Linked DNA regions of Canis lupus: region 1 is linked to region 2. A link is a contact called in public Hi-C data. All regions are on one chromosome and are shown on one strand. Each heading gives the region's core, a stretch centred on a gene start, on an enhancer-like site or on the middle of the called end of the contact. The rest is flanking DNA. Distances are from core to core; before and after follow the strand shown. Region 1 has its middle 44 kb from the start of MATR3. Region 2 holds the start of MATR3 (matrin 3).

Evidence for each region. Hi-C and Micro-C count contacts between places; a contact is called where the count stands out from the background.
Region 1: a contact with region 2 is called in a Hi-C map of skin fibroblasts, with 2.4 times the contacts expected there. The contact joins the enhancer-like site here to the promoter of MATR3 in region 2. A contact is called at or near these places in 2 of 9 Hi-C or Micro-C datasets (amygdala and skin fibroblasts).

The regions. Positions count from the first base shown.
Region 1 is chr11:26,853,115-26,856,980 of UU_Cfam_GSD_1.0, forward strand. No RefSeq gene overlaps it. Among named protein-coding and RNA genes, the nearest start is that of MATR3, 44 kb to the left of the region's middle. Within about 2 kb of position 2,022, at least 6 of the 20 cell types and tissues checked have an H3K27ac peak or open chromatin away from gene starts, as enhancers often do.
Region 2 is chr11:26,809,266-26,812,990 of UU_Cfam_GSD_1.0, forward strand. MATR3 (matrin 3) reads left to right here and starts at 1,613. Exons shown (of 15, transcript NM_001205258.1): 1 at 1,613-1,661.

The DNA of each region.
Region 1 (3,866 bases), core at 772-3,271, 44 kb after region 2:
GCTGGGCCCGCTGGGGATTCCTCGAGCACTGCTGCCAGGGGGCTGTAACACCAGGTGGGTGGGCCCCAAGCCACCATCCCCAATGGCTTTCCCAGCCCTCCCAGGGCGGATCCGGGGGCACCGCCAAGGTGGAAATGTGCCACCTCGTAGCAGTCTCCAGCGGGGGGAAGGGAGACGGGCGGTCCACAGCTGACCCCACTCCCAGCTCCGCCCCCCACCCCGCACCCGCTGGAGCCCCCCTCAGGGGAGGAGGGACCACACGGGAGCGGTGGGGAGGAACTGGGGGCGGGAAAGATCCCAGGGCACCAGCACTAGCAGGGCCACCCACATCGGCTTTGCATCTCCGGGCGGACTGCGTGGACCCCACCCATTTACCTCTTAATGGCCCTCTTGAACTCACTTCAAAGCTCTTCTCAATCTTCCCTTACAGTACCTGTTGACTATGGGTCTTGTGCCGGTACTTCTAGCCTTAGATGGAGTTTCCACCGCTTTGGGCTGCATTCCCAAGCAACCCCACGCCGGGGAGACCAGGGCCCAGTGCGCCGGGTCCGCTACACGCCTCACACCTGCACGGGCTGGGCCTGGATCAGAAGACCGCCGGGGAGTGGGTCTTCCATACCCGCATTTCCTGAGCCCCACCGAGTGGCGGGGATTCGGCGCTGGGATTTTCCTTGTTCACTCGTCCTTACTAAAGGAATCCTGGTTTCTTTTTCTCTGCTAATATGCTTAAATTCAGTGGGTCGCCAACGTCTGATCTGAGCCTCCATCTCAGAGGGCACGCCCAGGGCAGGGCGCGAGGGGCCGTGAGGCCGGGAGAGGAGGGGAGGGAGATGCAACCGGCCCCACGGAGGACCCCGGCATGCAAGCACGTGGTAGCGGTGCAGGCGGAGGGCATGCAAGCAGGAGCCGGCGGTGCAGGTGGAGGGCATGCAAGCACGTGGCGGCGGTGCAGGCGGAGGGCATGCAAGCACGAGGCGGTGCAGGCGGAGGGCCCTGCCGGGCTTGGAGGACCGGGAGAGGACGAATGAGGGGGAAAGGAGGGGAGCGAGGGTGTGTGCGCCGCGAGGGGAGGCGCGGGCACCAGGGCACCAGCGGGGGCAGGGGGGCGTCGAGGCACGGCGGTCACCCTGGACCCCAGCCGCCAACAACCCCGCCGCCGCGCCACCCGCGGGACACCCGGCTTTCCTCCTCCTCCGCCCGCGACATCCCCCGGCTCACTCTGTCGCAGGCTCCTCGCCGGGCGCCGGACTGGCGGCGCCTTCCCCCTGACACCCTTATTTCCCCGTGGACCCCGAGCACCCGGGGCTCACGGCGCGGAGCGCGGCGCGGCCGCAACCCGGGGCGGTGAAGCGTGCAGCGGCGCCGTGGTGTCCCGCCGGCCGCCCCCGGGGCTCTCGTGTCCCGGAGTCTCCGCCCCGCGCGCGACTCGGCCTCGGCCTCGGCCTCGGCGCGAGACACACCGCCAGGGGGAAGGCCGGGATCGCCCGCTGGGAGGCGAGGGGCGGCGCGGGCCAGGGTGGGGGACGGGAACGCGGCCGGGATCAGCGCGGCCGCCGCCCGCACCTCGACTGACCACGACCCGCCAGCGGCACGGGACACAGCCGCCCCCAAAGCACAACCCGGGTGACCGCCAAGGCCGCGGGTGGCGCGAGGGATCCCCCCAGAGGGAACCGCAGCAGCCACCGCCCTCGTCGCCAGCTCTCGCCTCTCTCTCCCTTCCTCGGAGGCGGCGCCACCCCCCCCCCCCCCCCGCCCCGGCGCCCGCTCGGTTCTCGACCCCACTCACCGCCCACCGTCCCCGCACGCTCCCGGCGGGGCGAGGCGGGGCGGGGGTGGGCCGGGAGCCGCGGGGACCGGGTGGGGGGGCGGAGGCGGCCTCCGAGTCTGCCCTTAGGGGGACGGAGCGTCCGCACCACGGACCTCGCGAGGGAACCCCCAGCCGCGCCACCCCCTGGGCGGGAGGCGGGGACAAGACTCCCGGGGGGCGGCGATTGATCGCCCAGCGACGCTCAGGCCAGGCCGTAGCCGCGAGAGGAGCCCGGGGCCGCAAGTGCGTCTGCCGTTTCCCTGATCGGTGTGTCCTGCGGTGCACATTAATCCCCGCAGCTAGCTGCGTCCTTCATCACCGCAGGAGCCGAGCGATCCTCCGCGGAGTCCCACGAGTTTGGAGCGGAGGGGAAGCCCCGCCCCTGGCTCGGCACCTCCCGGAGGGAGCCTCCCGCAGGCCCGGAAAGCACGACACCACACTCACGCTCCAAGAGTTTCTGGAGGGTCGGACGACGGGGCGACCGGCCACCGACCCCGCGCACGCGCGTGGGGGGATGAGCTCGGACAACCCCACAGGCGCCCAGGGGCTCCCACCTGCGCCGCCCCACACCGGGGACGCGGGGCACATGCGCCGGCGCGCGGCCTGACGGCCACGGGGCAGCCCCTCCCGGCGGCCGCGACGATCCCAGCCCTGGGAGAGGGCTCGGGCGGCGGAGTCTGGGGGAGAAGGGACTGTCCCCACTGGCCCGACCGCCCCGTCCTGAGGCGGACGGCGACCCCCAAGGGGTCCTTAAACCTCGGGACCGGGACGCGCGCTGTACCTGGACGGGGGTGCGGGACGGGCGAGGCCTTACGGGGGAACGAGGGCACAGGCGGCCGCCACGACGGCGCGGGGACCGGGCGCGGCCAACACTCCGCAAGGGGCACGAGCCCCTGACGCTGCCGGCCCGGGACGCAGGCCCCGCCACCGCCCGATGCTATCCTCTCTCCCGGGTCCCTTCCCGCCCCTAAAGCCACGGGGGCGGTCCTGGCTCGACCTTGCTTCCGAAGCAGCCCGAGCCACGGCACCTTAGAATCCCGCCCCCGCCCGGCGCTCCCCACATCCGCGACCCAGGCCTCCGTCGCCTGAGTGCGGGGCTGCTGCAGCGGGAAGCGAGGCGCGAGCCGGCAGGGCGCGCGAGTAGGGGCGGTGGAGGTGGGGACGGAGAAGGCGACGGGATGACCAGGGCTGGGGCGGCGGGCGAGGAGGGAGACGCGCTAAGCGGGGGGGCGGGGGCGGAGCAGCAGTCCGCTGGCCGGGAGAACGTTCCTGGGCGGGCGCCCCCCGCGTGAGCGGAGGCTCCGAGGCCCCCCGGGGTCGGGCGGACCCGACCCTTCCCCAGCGCCCCCGACGTCGCGGGGGGCCTGCCGCCTTGTCGCACAACCGGAGATGGGCCAAGCGCGCCCCGTGTGGGGCGCGGCCGTGACTAGGGACGACCAGTGCGGAAGGCGAAGGTCGGGGGGTGCGCGCCTCCCCCACAACCCTTGACCAACCTGCGCGGGGAAGGCGGGGTGTGGAGGGGGCCATGGAGCAGAAGGACGAGCCGCAACCGCCGAAGGGGCGGTGTCGGACCCCGCGGCGGCAGCCCCGGGAGGGGAAGATGTCGAAGATCCCCCCCCGCCCGCCAGGGCCACGGGAGGAGGGCACGGGCCGCCTCCCCCCACCAGAAGTCGTCGCCGGCGCCCTCCTTCCCTCTGGGCGATCACCGCCGTCCGCCGCGCCCCCGCCCCCGCCCGAGGACGTCGAGTCTCTGGGCTGGGTTGCGCCTCCAGGCAGCCCCGACCCTTCTTCCATCTGCCTCACACAACCCCTTTCCCCCGGTGCATACGCGCTTCTCTCGTCCCCGAGGCTCGCAGGTGGCAGCACGCTGGCCCGCCCGCACCGCAGCGGTGAAAACTCCGCAAGCTGAAGCCCGCACCCGCAGGCCAGCCGCTGCTGCATTCTCATTAATGATCCTTCTGCAGGTTCACAAATGGAAACCTTGTTAGGACTTTTACTTCCTCTAGTTAAGTTGGACCATCTTCTCAGCACTCTGCCAGGACGTTGGCCAAGGGGGTGG
Region 2 (3,725 bases), core at 363-2,862:
CTATTTTAGCTGTCAAGGTGGTACAATTTCTGTGCCTCCCTGCTCTTCCCAAAACTTTTTGTTCCCACCCTCCTTGTGCTTAATTTGAATTTGGTCTCCTTTGCCATTCAACTCTGCCTGATAAGCTTCTCAAGGTCCTAAGTCCTCTATTTTCACTGTATTGTCTCCAGCTTCTTTCAAATCCCATTGCTTCACTTATGTCCTTAACTCAGATGTGCCACTAACCCACATCTTTTCCCCCTGTGCTCAGGACCCATAAATCCACTCCTTTAAAATTGATGCCAAATAAATAAAATAAAAGCCAAACATCTTACCTTATGGTCTCTCCTCCTGGTACTCTGCAAGTGCCAGTTAACAGCACTGCTAACCATTGAGCTGTCATTCATCCAGAACACTTACCTTCCTCATCTTCCATATCTAGTCCTAGAGGAACTCCAGTTTTCTCCTGGTCTCCACTATCTTCTCAGAGGACTCCGAATGATTTTTCAAAGATGCAAATCTGATTCAGCACAGTCAAGATCTTAAAAATTTGAGTGCTATTAGTATTTGTATTCACTAATTTAACTCAGGTTCCAGGTGACTGCGGGGCCCTCTGCTTTTATTTTTTATTTTTTTTAATTTATTTATGATAGTCACACACGCACACACACACACACACAGAGGCAGAGACACAGGCAGAGGGAGAAGCAGGCTCCATGCACCGGGAGCCCGACGTGGGATTCGATCCCGGGTCTCCAGGGCCAAAGGCAGGCGCCAAACCGCTGCGCCACCCAGGGATCCCTATTTTTATTTATTTATTTATTTTAGAGATTTTATTTATTTATTCATGAGAGACAGAGAAAGAGAGGCAGAGGGAGAAACAGGCTCCACACAGGGAGCCCGACGTGGGATTCGATCCCAGGTCTTCAGGATCACACCCTGGGCTGCAGGCGGCGCTAAACCGCTGCCCCACCGGGGCTGCCCCCCTCTGCTTTTTAAATTTGAAAACCCAGGGAAATGGCCCTTTCCGCCAGCCTTACTGTAGTTTCTCAAAGTCTACCTCAGGATTTTCACATGTGCAATTCGGGAACCTCCATCAGACTCGAGTGTCCTACATTCAATCAAATTCAAAGTGGCGGCGGTGTTTTGGGTGGACTGATGGAGGTTCCCGAATTGCACATGTGAAAATCCTGCTATCTTTCCCCGTCTGGCGCTCGCTACTATTCCTCGGCAAATACTGAGAGAATAATCAGAATAGAAATCGGGTCTAAGCTAGTGACCTGCGACTCGCTTCTAACACATACCCTTATTTAAATTTCGCACCATGAAGTTTAAGGGCTGGGAAAAAGCTTTGAGGACTGGGACTCGAACCCGTAAATTGCGGCTCTCTATCCATTTCCCGCCACAGGCGGGCTGCAGGATTAGAGAACAACGACCGCGGTGCAGGGCGCGGGTGGTGTGCGCGCCCAGAGTAGGGGGGAGGGGCCGGCGCGCGCCGAGACAGGACCTGCGAGCGGGGGGCGGGGGGGGGGGTGGACTCTCGCGAGAGCAGGTTTGTTCTTGGGCTGCAGCCGCCGCTGCCACCTCTTACCAGTGCCGTTGCTGCGGGGGATTGTGGGAGCCTCCGCGTCCCGCTCGCTGGGAGAGAGGTACCTCTCCTTTTCCCTCTCCCTTTCCTTAAGGTAGGCGTGAAGCGGGTAAGAATCGGGGTGGGGTGGCCGGGGGCTCTCGGCGTCCGCCGGGAGGAGGCAGCGACGGCGACAGGGGCCGCGGGGAGCCGGCGGCGCGCCTTTCTTGCTCGCTCCCGCTCGCCCGCTCTGCCTCCCTCCTCGCTGCGTATGTGAGCCGCCTGATCGGCGGCCGCCATGTTAGGAGCGCAGTGGCGGCGCAACCAGCCTCCTCGGGCGGCGGAGGTGAGCGGTCCCGGAGGGAGACCTGCGGCCAGCCAAGGGCCCGGGGTGCGGAGGAAGAGTCAGGGGGCGCCGAGGGCAGCCGATCGGCCGAGCTTACCGCGTCCTGGGCTTGCTGTGGGCGGGGGCGGGACCAAGAGCCCGTTACACGCGGGCTGGTGCTCTGAGGCGAAGGGAGGAGCGCGCTCGAGGCCTGAGGGACTGACTGTCCATAGGGGGCCTGCCGTTTGGGGAGAATAGTTAAAGCAGCGAAGTCTTGGGATAGCGCCAGCCCCAGATAGGTGTGTGTTTGTTGTTGTTTTTTTTTTTTCTCTTTGCCCCTTTAAAATGTGCCGCAAAATGGAGGATTTCGCAGATTCAAAAGCTGCCATTTGAGTAGCGTTTCTTTCTTCTCTTGGTGTCACGGCCTTCGCTCTGCTTTTGGCCCATAGCTTCATAGCGCCCCCTAAGACTCCCTGTCCCCCGCCCACACACATGCGCGCGGGATTTTAGCCGGACCTCAGAAACAATTCCTCCCCACCCCCATCGCGTAAAAATGGCCGAAAAATGAAACGTTAACGCTTGTTTTTCGTATTGCGTCGTGGAGAAAGCCTTCTGCTGTAGGCTGCGAGCCAAGAGACTTGTTTAAAGAATCCCCTCCTATTCCTTTTCTTTTTATTAAGGTATTATCAGTCTGCGTTCCCCTAAAGAAGATCGTGTGTTGTGGGACCTTCCGGTTTCCAGACAAAGGGTTTGGAGTACCGTGGTGTATTCGGCACATCGTTGTTCTTTTCATTGCTAGCCTTGTGCCGTGTTCGGGGTTTTACAGGGACTTTTCCCGTTTGCCGTGGAAGAATTCTCCTAGATGTTTTTCTTCCTGTGTGCCCTATACTGTGGAATATTCCTATTGGATCAGTTACCGTTTTCCAGACAGATATTTCTAGAACGCTTATGGCGATTCCGAAATTTCTAGTTTTTCAAGCGCACTGGAATATGTGAGAGTCGTTGATTTCCCAGGTCTTAGTCATGAGATTTTTGTCTTGATGCTGCGTTCTGTGGAATAGACTTTGGTTTAAGATTTTTAAGTAGTGGATAAATTTAAACAGTTGTACTCCGCGGGCAAAAATTCTATTTTAGGCTGTTTTCATAAAGGTTGAAAATAAAATTTGTTTTTGAAAAGTCAATAGCTCAGTCATCTGCGCAGTCTGTCGTCATAATTTTTCAACAGTAATGTTTTAGAAATGGAAGGTGGAGAAAGATTTTTGTTGCAAATACGCTGTTTGCCTTTTGCACTTAATGTTTTTCAAACTCAAAATTGAACACAAAGTACTAAATGAGAATTGTTCTGGTTTGTTATGTAAGATTGGGAGAAGAGATCTTTAGCTGGAATATGTTTGTGGTGAAGTGCTTTAAATTTAAAATTCTTGCCTTGCAGTTAACATTTATATTTATATGGCTAAATCATTAACGTGTATTTTACTCCGAGAGGACGTTTTCACTTTGGCGTTTCACTCAACTCCCTTCTCAGCTGTGTGTAAGTGAAGTTGCCTTTACAAAGCATTTTGAAGTAATTTGAGAGGATTTAGCCACTTTTGATCTGATCCTTACGTTAAAGAAGTCTTTAAACATACAAAATTCGTTAGTGCTTTTAGGATATGCAATCGCTAAATAATAGTACAAGTGAGTTAATGATATGTAAACAAAGGGTAACATGAGGAAAGCAAGAAAATTGTCTTAGGTGACTTCAGAAATGTAATTTAGATTCCTAATTTTATAGAAAAGATTAAACTCAAGAAGGTGATGGCAATATAAACAGAGGCAGTGCTGCGGGTGTGTTCTAGAACACTTGAAATTTTT